3 separate regions of the Mus musculus genome follow, and all the other regions are linked to region 3. Evidence: chromatin contacts called from public Hi-C data. All regions are on one chromosome and are shown on one strand. Each heading gives the region's core, a stretch centred on a gene start, on an enhancer-like site or on the middle of the called end of the contact. The rest is flanking DNA. Distances are from core to core; before and after follow the strand shown. Region 1 overlaps Galnt2 (polypeptide N-acetylgalactosaminyltransferase 2). Region 2 overlaps Galnt2 (polypeptide N-acetylgalactosaminyltransferase 2). Region 3 overlaps Gm30081 (a long non-coding RNA gene).

The links. Hi-C and Micro-C count contacts between places; a contact is called where the count stands out from the background.
Region 1: a contact with region 3 is called in a Hi-C map of cerebellum, with 1.7 times the contacts expected there. The contact joins two enhancer-like sites. A contact is called at or near these places in 2 of 39 promoter capture datasets (liver and pre-B cells), 4 of 15 datasets of contacts at CTCF or cohesin (the NIH/3T3 cell line, embryonic stem cells, large pre-B cells and 1 more), 19 of 484 Hi-C or Micro-C datasets (CD4 T cells, CD8 T cells, bone marrow-derived macrophages and 11 more), 7 of 115 datasets of contacts at active chromatin or transcription factors (Th17 cells, cardiomyocytes, double positive thymocytes and 4 more) and 1 of 9 other capture datasets (embryonic stem cells).
Region 2: a Hi-C map of the N1E-115 cell line shows a contact between it and region 3, with 3 times the contacts expected there. The contact joins two enhancer-like sites. A contact is called at or near these places in 4 of 484 Hi-C or Micro-C datasets (the N1E-115 cell line, cortical neurons and liver), 4 of 115 datasets of contacts at active chromatin or transcription factors (T-cell acute lymphoblastic leukemia, embryonic stem cells and large pre-B cells) and 2 of 9 other capture datasets (adipose tissue and embryonic stem cells).

Annotation. Positions count from the first base shown.
Region 1 is chr8:124,328,723-124,332,034 of GRCm38.p6, reverse strand. Galnt2 (polypeptide N-acetylgalactosaminyltransferase 2) reads right to left here. Exons shown (of 16, transcript NM_139272.2): 8 at 2,235-2,322; 9 at 1-26. Among named protein-coding and RNA genes, the nearest start is that of Galnt2, 99 kb to the right of the region's middle. Within about 2 kb of position 1,359, at least 82 of the 459 cell types and tissues checked have an H3K27ac peak or open chromatin away from gene starts, as enhancers often do. A contact at or near this core is called in cerebellum, where this site is marked.
Region 2 is chr8:124,284,621-124,288,368 of GRCm38.p6, reverse strand. All of the region lies in intron 1 of Galnt2 (polypeptide N-acetylgalactosaminyltransferase 2), which reads right to left. Among named protein-coding and RNA genes, the nearest start is that of Galnt2, 55 kb to the right of the region's middle. Within about 2 kb of position 1,683, at least 73 of the 459 cell types and tissues checked have an H3K27ac peak or open chromatin away from gene starts, as enhancers often do. A contact at or near this core is called in the N1E-115 cell line, where this site is marked.
Region 3 is chr8:124,138,790-124,142,314 of GRCm38.p6, reverse strand. Gm30081 (a long non-coding RNA gene) reads left to right here. Exons shown (of 6, transcript XR_879345.1): 5 at 336-2,344; 6 at 3,156-3,525. Among named protein-coding and RNA genes, the nearest start is that of Gm30081, 12 kb to the left of the region's middle. Within about 2 kb of position 1,789, at least 21 of the 459 cell types and tissues checked have an H3K27ac peak or open chromatin away from gene starts, as enhancers often do. A contact at or near this core is called in the N1E-115 cell line and cerebellum, where this site is marked.

The sequences.
Region 1 (3,312 bases), core at 110-2,609, 190 kb before region 3:
CTTGAACACCAAGTTCCAGTCAAAACCTGCCAGCCCAGAAAAGAACGGCGGCAATGAGAAGAAGAGACGGTCGGTCGCTCACTCCTGGCTTTCCCACCCGAGTAGTTGACAATGAGCTCATGTGGATGGAACTCACTGCCAACCAACCAAACAACCACAATGGGGAGAAGAAAAGAACGAGGGGGAGGGAGGAGGGGACGGGGGAGGAGAACTTGGTAGCTGGTGGTGTGAAGGACAGTGAAATCTTCCCAGCTCTCCAAAGCAAACAGGGCTCTGAGTTTTCCTCTAAAAACTCCAAACTACAGGTATGTCTGTGTGCAGTTATGTGCACATGGGTGCTGGTGCCCGTGGAGTCAGAAGAGAGGGCTGGAGCCCTTGGAGCTGGGGTTACAGGTCACCTGAGTGTTAGGGACTGCACTCTGGCCCTGTGAACCAGCTTTCTTGCCCCTCTAAACTTTTTTACTTTTTTAATGTAGGGTATAGCTATATAGCCCAGGTTGGTTTTGAACTTGTAGCAATCCTCCTGCCTCAGCCCCCTGAGTTCTGGGATTGCACACATGTGCCACCATGCCTGGCTGGGGTTTTCTAATCTTCAAATGTGAGAACAAATGTGAAACACGAGGACTGGTGTTTGTGTGATGCCATTGCACCTACAAGGGCTGTGCACACAGGCCTGGGAACCTGGGGACAGGGCTGCTCTGTGCACACAGGCCTGTGGACCTGGGGGGGTGAGTCAGAGCTGGATGAATCACAGTTGGCTCACAGAACCACAGCGCAGCACATAGTGTCTCTGTGGGACCCATGGTTCTTCAGGCCTAGACCAGGACTAACTTTAAAACTGCTCCCACAATCTGACATGCTGTGTTTCACAGTGCAGGCCTGTAATCCTAGCAGCGCTCATGAGATGCTAAGGCAGGAGGAGCTTGTGTTCCTGGCCAGCTTAGCTCCTTAGGCCACCCTACCCCTTGCTATTTGTGAGTTAGGGGCTAGATCAGGAACAGTATAACCTGCTCCACGTTGTGTGTAGCAGTGACCCCTCAGTTATGTCTACTGCAGTCTCCCTCCCACCAGAGAAGTACTGGAGCCTCTGCAATTCCCAAGAGGCAAAGGAGAAGCTTGAACAAATTTCTCTTGGGTCCCTAGAGCGGTACCAGAAGGTGACATTTGTAGGCTGTGTGGTCCTACAAGATACTGGTCCATTCACACAAAGGCCACCCACTGGTGAAGCAGGCTGTGGCTGGGCGGCTGGGAAGGGAGGGCCAGCATCCAGACTTGAACACAAAGGTAGGACTGCTGCCTGGTGGGTGGGCAGTGATGGGCCAGTGGCAGGATGGCAGGACTCCAGGGCAGCAAACTGGCAGGCTGGCTGGGCATGTAGGCTACAAGAGGAAGCCTGGCCCTGGCAGAGGACACAGAGACAGGTTCCAGGCCCAGTCAGCCAGTCCTTGGCTCTTTGGGGGTGTCTCAGGCCCCGCCTCTTGCTGGTCTCAGCTTTGGAGCCTTTCAGGCCAGCCCACCAGTGGGTAGAGGCTCCTCTGCTCCAATCCCAGGGGCAACTGCAGATTCTCCTAGCTTTAGTTATAGCAGCTCCGGGAGGGAGAAAGAGAGAGGGGAGGAGGAGAGAGGGGAGAAAGAGGGGAGAGAGGGGAGAGAGGGGAGAGAGGGGAGAGGGGAGAGAGGGGAGAGAGGGGAGAGAGGAGAGAGGGGAGAGGGGAGAGAGGGGAGAGAGGGGAGAGGAGGGGAAAGGGGAGGGAGGGGGGAGAGGGGAGAGGAGGGGAAAGGGGAGGGAGGGGGGAGAGGGGAGAGAGAGGAGAGGAGGGGAAAGGGGAGGGAGGGGGGAGAGGGGAGAGAGAGGAGAGGAGGGGAAAGGGGAGGGAGGGGGGAGAGGGGAGAGAGAGGAGAGGAGGGGAAAGGGGAAGGAGGGGGGAGAGTGGGGAGAGAGAGAGGGGAAAGTGGGGAGAGAGAGAGGAGAGGGGAGAGGGGAGAGAGAGAGAGAGAGAGAGAGAGAGAGAGAGAGAGTGAGTGTGTGTGTGTGTGTGTGTGTGCGCGCGCGCGCACGAGTGAGACACAGTGGGGGGTGGGGTTGCCAGGGACGCATGGCCAGTCCTTTCTGTTAGGAACCAGCCAGAGCCCACATCACAGTGTGAGCTCCACTATCACTGTCACAGCTGATCATGGGACAGCAATGGTCAGAGGACCAGCCAGCAGGTGGACCAATCAAGGCTGACACCTACCACCCTTGAGGTCAGCAGAGGCGCCCACATACTGGAAATTATCCATGTTAATGACATCGATAATGGGGGATACAACTCGGGTCCTGTCCTGAGGGGGACAAAGGAAGGAAAGATACTTGTAAGTTACGACCCCAGTGAAGCAAGAGCTGCCATCCCAACAGGCCTTCCCAACAGACACCACTGTCCCAAGGTTGTGCAGGGTGGCGGCATGAGAGGGGACAGCTGACTAGACACTTCTGCTGCCTCTTCTCCCTGTCACAGACCAGGGCTGTGCAGTGGCTCCAAGGGGAGATCTCAGTGTCACAGAACTAAGCGCAACCACGATATGCCTGTTGCCCTCTCGTGAGCTGCACCAGCATAGCTCAGGCTCAAGTGTCCACACTACAAAGCCAGGGACGGTTTCTGGGTACAACTGGTGTGAGAGGAAGGGGTTTCATCACCTCACAGCAGCTGACTGCACTTTCCATTTCTGAACTCAACTCTGTTATTGTACCGACCATGGCTACCTTCCACAGAGCCACTGTGTGAGCACCAACACGAGGCCTCCGACCTCCTCTGACCTTCCTGCTCAGTGCTGCCTCAGGCTGACTGCTCATGAGAGAGAGCGAGTGTGGCTCTTGAGTTACTTAGAGAACGCTTGTTAGCTGAAGGGCCAGCAACAGGATGAGCAGAGCTCAGAAGCACTCTCCAAGGGCATGACAGAGCCCCGCCCCACCTGCATGCTTGCAGGTTGACGGGAAAGCAAGCTTTGGACCACGGAGACTAGAGCATCACTCAGTAACCCACCCCTGTGCTCCCATCAGGCTGGCCCTGGATATACGAGACTAATCTTTACATTCCTTCTGATGAGAAGAGAATCACAGGAACCCATCGCATTGGCCCGCACTCTCCTCAGCTGGCCAAGCTGGGGAACACATGGCAGGGACAGGGGAGGACACAGGAGAGTGTGTTAGAGAGTGGTGACCCTGCCTCCTGTGTGATTCCGGATGTTACTGAAGACCCCCTGAAGCTCAGTCTCCTCACCTAGCGGCTGCCTGAGACCAGTAAAGGGCAGAGAGTGGACTTCTAACAGCTCTTG
Region 2 (3,748 bases), core at 434-2,933, 150 kb before region 3:
CTGAAACAAAGGCTGATGCCATCTACACAGCTTGAGCCAGTAGCCCTGGATCTGGGTGCTGCACTATTCTGTACTTATGGGGGACCCAGGAGAGTGGGTGCACATGGAGGCTGACAAAAGTCCTTATGTGTAGATGCCATCTCTCATGTGACCACACTAGAAGAAAGAGGCCAGAGACTCCCAACATTCTACCTTGAGCTGCCAGAGTCTAGCTGCGATGTGTGGTCCTGGCTAACTTGACACCTTCCCAGAGCTAGCTGCCTTGCTACCAAATGCAGATAAAGGCTAGTGGGCATCACTTAAGACTTCGACAACCTCCGGGTACTATGTCTAAAATAGACCACGTGGCAGTAATATCAAGTAGAAACCCAACACTAAGAGGAACACTCCTTCCTGTGGCACAGAGGTGAGGGAGACCCATCAGGATGGTAGTGGTGGTCCTGGGACACACCGGGCACCTGGTGGGTGACCACTGGCTTCCAGAGACATCCACTCAGCCTCCCCCATGTCAAGGAAGGTTATGCCCTTTCCAGAGGCAGGCATGAGGATCCTACCAAGAGCCAGGCAAGCTGGCTATGCCCCCTCCAGTGCGTTGCTGTTCTGGAGGAGAGGGAGGCTGCCTGCTTGTAGGTAGGTAGGTGACCTCACTGTTTCTCTTCAGAATGACTGATACGTTTGGCCACACTCCACATGTGATCATAAGCTCATCACATCACATAACAGTCTACCTAGTGGGAACCACATAGACACTGGATACAGTGGCATCCTGAAATCACAGTACCCCATACCCTGGATGTGGCCCTCAGGGACCAATCAAGAAGCAGAGTGGCTTCCTCCTCCCCCCATTAGGAAAGTCTGGTGGATCTCAATCTAACCAGATTACATCCTGAAGGGCTTCTTCAGACGGCAGGAAGAAGGCGAAGCAAGAGCTAAAGAGAGACCTGAAGTAAGCAGGGAAATTCTCATCGGCCTTGGGCTCACTGAACTCCGGATTCCTGCCTTTTCCTGATGCTTCTAGTGAGCTCCAGGAAGCACTGAGCATTTCGGCCTCAGAAATGAGAAGCCAAGGTCACCAGAGAAGAGCAACTCTCGGGTGACAGCTCAGGGCAACAGCCCCCGTGTGGGGCCTTAGTGCCCTGCTCAGGTCAAGTGAGGTCAGAGGATGCCCTGTTTCATCCACTCAGCCCCCACACACAGAGGAGCCCCTGGCCAGCCCACAGGCCTGCCTGCCCTGTGGCTCACAGATAACCAAAGAAAACAGCATGGTCTCCTAAGCCTGAAGCCCAAGGCTGGCCCTCCCCATCCTTCAGTTCACACCTGTGTGACAATCTACCTTGCCCACGGGCTGAGGGCCTTTATCTGCCTTTACCTGTAGGCAGCTGCAAACAAAGGGCTTCCTAGAAAAACAGCAGGTGGGGCTGCTGGTGCTGGTTCCCAGCCTGACATGAGTATGACCTGGACGCAGGCCTCACCCTATAACCACTGGGAGCTGCCCAATATGGGCAAGGAAGCAGATACTCCCAAGGCTGCTGCTGCATACACACACACACACACACACACACACACACACACTACCCAAAAGGGGTTAGGTCTCCGTACATTTCAAGTCCATAGCCAGCTGCCTCCAGTGTCAGTCACTGTCACACAGCTGCAGGCTGCTCCAGGCAACCAGCAGATGGTGTCCTCTCATCCAGCACAGGGCTTCCATACAAAGGGAGTCCTTGTTCTAATGAACCTTTGTCTACACTCTGGCATAGCTTTCTCAGTGTGTGTACATGTGTGTGCATGTGTGTGCATGTGTGCCTGCGTGTGTGTGTGTGTGTGTGTGTGTAAGCCAGAGGCCAACCTCATGGTCTTCCCACCTTGTTCTCAGAGACAGGGTCTCTTGGTGACTTAGAGCTTGTGCAGCGGCCCACAGACCACAGCAATGAGAAGGAGTACAAGCATGTGCCAGTACACCCAGCCTGTTCATACCGGTTCTGGGAGCCCAGCTTCTCATGCCTGCATAGCAGGTACTTTACCAACCAAGCCATCTCCTCAGGCCCCATGATGGACTAGAATGTTCTGCGAGGCCCGTAGCCCATCCCTCGGGTGCTGTTTCTTCGGAACCTGATCTGGGGTTATAAATCCGCTTTCATAGAAAACTGCGGGCCTCACAGAGCCATGCTCTGCCCATAACTGGGAGAGTTCTAACAGTCCCACAGAGGAGACTCTGTGCAGCTAAACAACATACATATAACATTTTGGGCAAGGGAGACCTATCCACAAACCCCCAAGTACCAGTCTTTTTTAAGCACGTGGATAATTGAGACTTTATCTATCTTAACCTCTGAACTAAGTCATCCTGAAAAAGCTGCCTATTGGATTATATTCTGACTTTCAGTTTTTGCACAGGTCACCTGTAGTGGCCCCTGGAGTGAGAGACCATGACCTCAGAGGCCTGTTTCCTACGGGTTGCAGCAGAAACCAAGGCCCCCGACTCAGAGAAGGAATCTGATGGCACCAGAGGTGGGCAAAACCCAACTTCCCAGCAGAACCTCAGCAAAAGCCCAGTGATGTCTACACTACAGAGAGAAGCATGCTCCCTCCCCAGGGCCTGCACTCAAAGCGACAGAACTTCAGCCTGCCCAGAGGGTCTTTGTGCTAGAAACAAAACCCCAGACAACAGTCTAACCAGCAAAGGCTGCAGGTCCTCACACTGAGAAGGTATAGTCTACATTCATGTCTTGAAGTTAATTTATAACCTAGAAGATATCGCTTGAATCTGAGGATGCCCTGAAAGGACCCCAGTCTGGGAAGGTGTTTATGTTTCATAGCTCTGGGCATGGGAGGCCTACGGGCCACAGGGCTGGCTCCCCTGGGGCTGAGAGGACTGCCCGGGCTCCTCCCCTTAAGCCTGCAGGTGGCCTATTCCCCATATCCTCCCATGGCCTCCTCTGTGAGTTTGTCTCTGTGCCCATGGTCTCCCTTTTATAAGGACACCAGTCACACTGGCTTAGGGCCACCTTAATGACCTCATTGTAACTAGACTTCTGCAAAGACCCTGTCACCAAATATAGCCCCATCCTGAGGCCCTGGGGATTAGGACTCTGGCCTACATTTTCATTCGGGAGAATAGTGCTTACTGCCCCAGAGATTTTCCTGAGGGGACAGAAAAGGAGGTCCCAGGGGCTCCCTTGGCTTTGGCTCCCTTCCCATCCTCCGTGGCTTGATCTTTAAAAGTCTGGCGATTTTGGCTGTGGACCAGCCCTGGGAGGGCAGGTGCAGAGGCCAGCGAGCTCAAGGGACCGTGCTGCTTCTCTGTGTAAGTGTGCCCCACAGAGAAGACCATAGCCCCGTGTGACTGACGGTTTCTATCTGCTTGCTTTCTGCCAGGGCTGAGCAGTACAGTATTTAAGATGTCCATGCTTGCTTTCTGCCAGGGCTGAGCAGTGCAGTATTTAAGATGTCCATGCTTGCTTTCTGCCAGGGCTGAGCAGTACAGTATTTAAGATGTTCAGAATACAATTTTCAGCTTCAAGATGAGGTGAGTTCTTGGCCCAAGAGCTCCACAGACAGCCACTATTCAGCTTTGAGTCCCAAGAAGCTAATCTGACAGAGACTTATTATTCTCTTCAAATAATGGATGAGAAAGAACCCATTTTGTTGTCTTTAATAAGTCAGACACTCAGGCAGACAGACCACACAATAAATCTGCATGCGTGCGTAAGAGGGGCTGGGCACCAGGGCTTTTATTAACGTATCAATT
Region 3 (3,525 bases), core at 540-3,039:
CTTCTATTGGCTTAAGCCCATGTCTGAGCATCTTCTCTGGCAAAGACTCCACAGCACCAGGTGGAGAGTGTAGGCTGAGCCTCCACACACAGCTCTCTTCAGGCTTTAATGGCCTGCTCATCCATGTTCAGTCTCAGCATTGGCCTGGATGTCACAGTCTCCTTAGCTCGCCCCAGGGCCTGTCACTTGTACCTGAAGGGTATTCCTGCCTCCCACCTCCAGTTCCTGCTGTCCATCTGTCTGGGTTTCCTCAGTAAAGCCCTCTCATCTTCCCGAGGAGAGCTTCCTCTGGCTCACATTTGTAACTCCATATCTGTTGTGATAACTCGGTCAAGGTCAGCCTACCCCACTGGACCGGAGTCTGCAGGAGAGGAAGATAGCATCTGCTTGCCGTGGAGTCTCCAAGACTGGCACTGTGCCTGGCCTTCGGATTCCTATAAAACAAAGAACCAAACAGCAGGATGCCCGGGTCTCCTGAGCCCAGCCCTGCTTTCCTGGGGTTTGAAATGTTCTTCATCTGCACAGTGAAGGAAAATGGTGCTGTCCTCAAGTGGGAGCCTAGTGTGACATGCACTTGGCCCAGAAATCCAGCAGGTGCGTCTCTTCCTGGTTTAGATTTCTCTCCTTTCCTTCAGTAAACCCAAAGAGCTATTCACGTTTCATTAAATTGATTCAGATTGAATCTAAATGAGGGTTAAATATAATTTTCTGAACACTACCAAGCTGCAATTCCTGTGCCTAAATAAAAAAATAACAAACGATTGAAAAGGAGGTGCCAGTGGGGCTTCACGGATGGGGGGAGCGGTTCAAGCCCTCTGCATTTGCTTCAGATAATTCGATTTGCTATATGTCTGTGAGTGCATTTCTCCAGCCACCCCAGACACATTCCAGGCATAGGAGACTCACGAGCCAGCCACCTTAGCAATAGAGGAGGCAGACAAGAGACACCAGCAGAGGTGGGCGCCCCAACGGAGTCCCTGGGGACTGATTATGCTGCCCAACCATTGTCCTTTGTGTTTGTGTGATGAAGTCGTGGTTAAAGCACAGTTCCTCGCACTTTGTTGCCAGCTCTCGGGACAGCATTAAGCTTCCCTTCTGGACTCAGAGTCTCCTGTTGAAAAGCGATCAAAACAATCCTAGGAGCAGGTGGACGATAAATTAATGAACACAATCTCTTGCTTCAAATTGCACCCGGGAAGAAATTAATTACCGGGCAAATGAGAAACAAAGAGGGATCCCCGCCCCCTGCAGCCTCCAAGCCCTTTGCGATTTTGTTCTCCTGAAATCTAATTTCCGAGAAACACTTCAGGGAGGCCGCGGAGCCCGCATTAGATTCTTAGCAGCGCACTAATGGGCAGCCATCATTCCTCAGTAAGGAGCCTGCGCCCTGCGACAGGGCCAGGACTGACAAGAGCGATATTTCAGGGGAGCAGCAGCTGTTCCCAGCACAGTTAATAAGCAACAGGCAGATGGGGTGCCAACGGAGCTGGGGGGCTGGACCCCCCGAAGGTAGATGTAAACTTTATTTATAGGATAATCTGTACAAGTGCATAAAAATCTTTATTTTTCCATAGCGAACATTTCATTCCTGCCCAGAATGTAAACATGTCTTCCAGGGCTCTCAGCTGTCCTTCACGGAGTTTCTGAGGAGCACGTTGCCTCTGACAATGTCACCCTGGCAGCTATTTATAGGACCCTGCCACTCGGTAGGATCTAAGGGAAGCAGAGCTGGGTGACCTTGTGAACAGGGCCGCTGGCCCCTAAATCTCTCCTCTGTCACACATGAGCTAGAGGCTTGCCTCCTCCCTTTGCCTTGGGCTGATGGATCCCACTGCCTTGCCTTCAGCTCCACCCTCTCCGTGGGAAACGTAAAGCCCATAGCCCCTTCACTGGACCAGTTGCAATATTAACTTATCTCCAAGGCTTGCTCAAGGATGCATAGGCCACACCTGTGCCCTGTTTGGTTGAAGACCACAGACTCCCCTATAGCCACAGGGCTGTGATCAGCCGACTGCCCAGATGCCTGGCCAGGAACACAGGCAGAATTCTAACTCAGACACTCAATGCTGACAACCGGCAGCCACACGGGCTGTGCCTCGTACTTCAGAGGCTGCGGCCATATTCTCCAGGGACACATTGTTTCTAGCTCACGGTGAACTCTCTATGGAACGTCACTTAACAGCTCAAAATTATATACTCAGTCACCCGAAGCTCCAGTGCCATAATTAATGGCTTGGTCCTGCCAGGGGAACACCTGAAGACAGTCAAGTAAGGGACATGGGGTAGCTGAGAAAGAAGCCCAGAGCACCTATTCGTTTGTATCTTCGGTCAAAGATGCAAAATGGTTAGTTTTTTTGGTCTGTTTGTTTGTTTGTTTGTTTGTTGGTTTTGGTTTGGTTTTTTTTTTTTTTAGCTATATATTTATGCCAGAGCCTCAGGTCACAGACTTTTTTCTGACACATAAGAACTAAGAGGCGTTGTGTACCCCTTAGGTCATACCAGGGTCCCACAGCCACCACGAGTTGCTGGCATTGTCTGACAGCATGCATCCAACAAGGGATCTAGCTCTTCCAATACTTTTGCCAACAAAACCATCATATGTCTACCCAACCACACTTAACACTTCTTGACACTTCTAAATGGCTCTCTTAAAGGGGAGGAGTGATTTGCATGCAACAGGAGTAGACACCAGGGAAGGAAGCAGGCGTGTCTCGACGTAGGAGTCTGTGTCATAGGGCTCTCTTTTTGTGCTCGAGGGTGTGAGACTGGTGTTTGTGTTGATATGGCATCTCCAGGGTTGCAGAGGCTTCCTCAAGGCCCGTTTGTTGCATTTGGAGCCCCTGGTGCTCTACCAAACACTCCTATGTCAGGCGAGTTTCAAATAGAGTCAAGAGAGCCACTGGCTTAAGAAGGGGAGGTGGCTCAGTTGGTAAAGCACTTGCCTTGCAAGCACAAGGACCCATGTTTAATACCCATCACCCGAGTAAAAGCCAGCTTGGTGGTCTATACATATCATTCCAGCCTGGGAAGCCAAATGAGGCTAACTGAGGGGGTTTTTTTTGTTGTTGTTGTTTTTGGTTTGTTTTTTTTTTTTTTTTGGTTTTCTTTTTTTTTTTAATAAGAAGAGAATATTATTTTCTCTTTTTGTCACTTAGAATTAACTAAAGATGTTGTCTACTGATGTCACTAAAATTGCCATTTCTGGGACAAAAGCAAAGATGGAAGACTTCCCAAAATGATACAGTGCTACCAACAGCTTCTTAGACTGTCAGGTAAGGACATTTCTTATGAACTTCTCCCGTTTGATCACGCCCCAAGATGAGATAACCTGAGGTCATTGACTGTAGCAGAGCTGGGGTGCCACCCAGGCCTCTGACCCAGGCCTGAGGTCTCTCTTGCACCTGTGCTGGGTAGAGAGGAACCATTCCCAGGTGGTAACCATGAGCTACGGGGCCACGGTCTGTACTGGCCTTGTCCTGTGGCCTTCCATTCAACTTGATGTTCTTTAGGGAGATCTCTAGCACA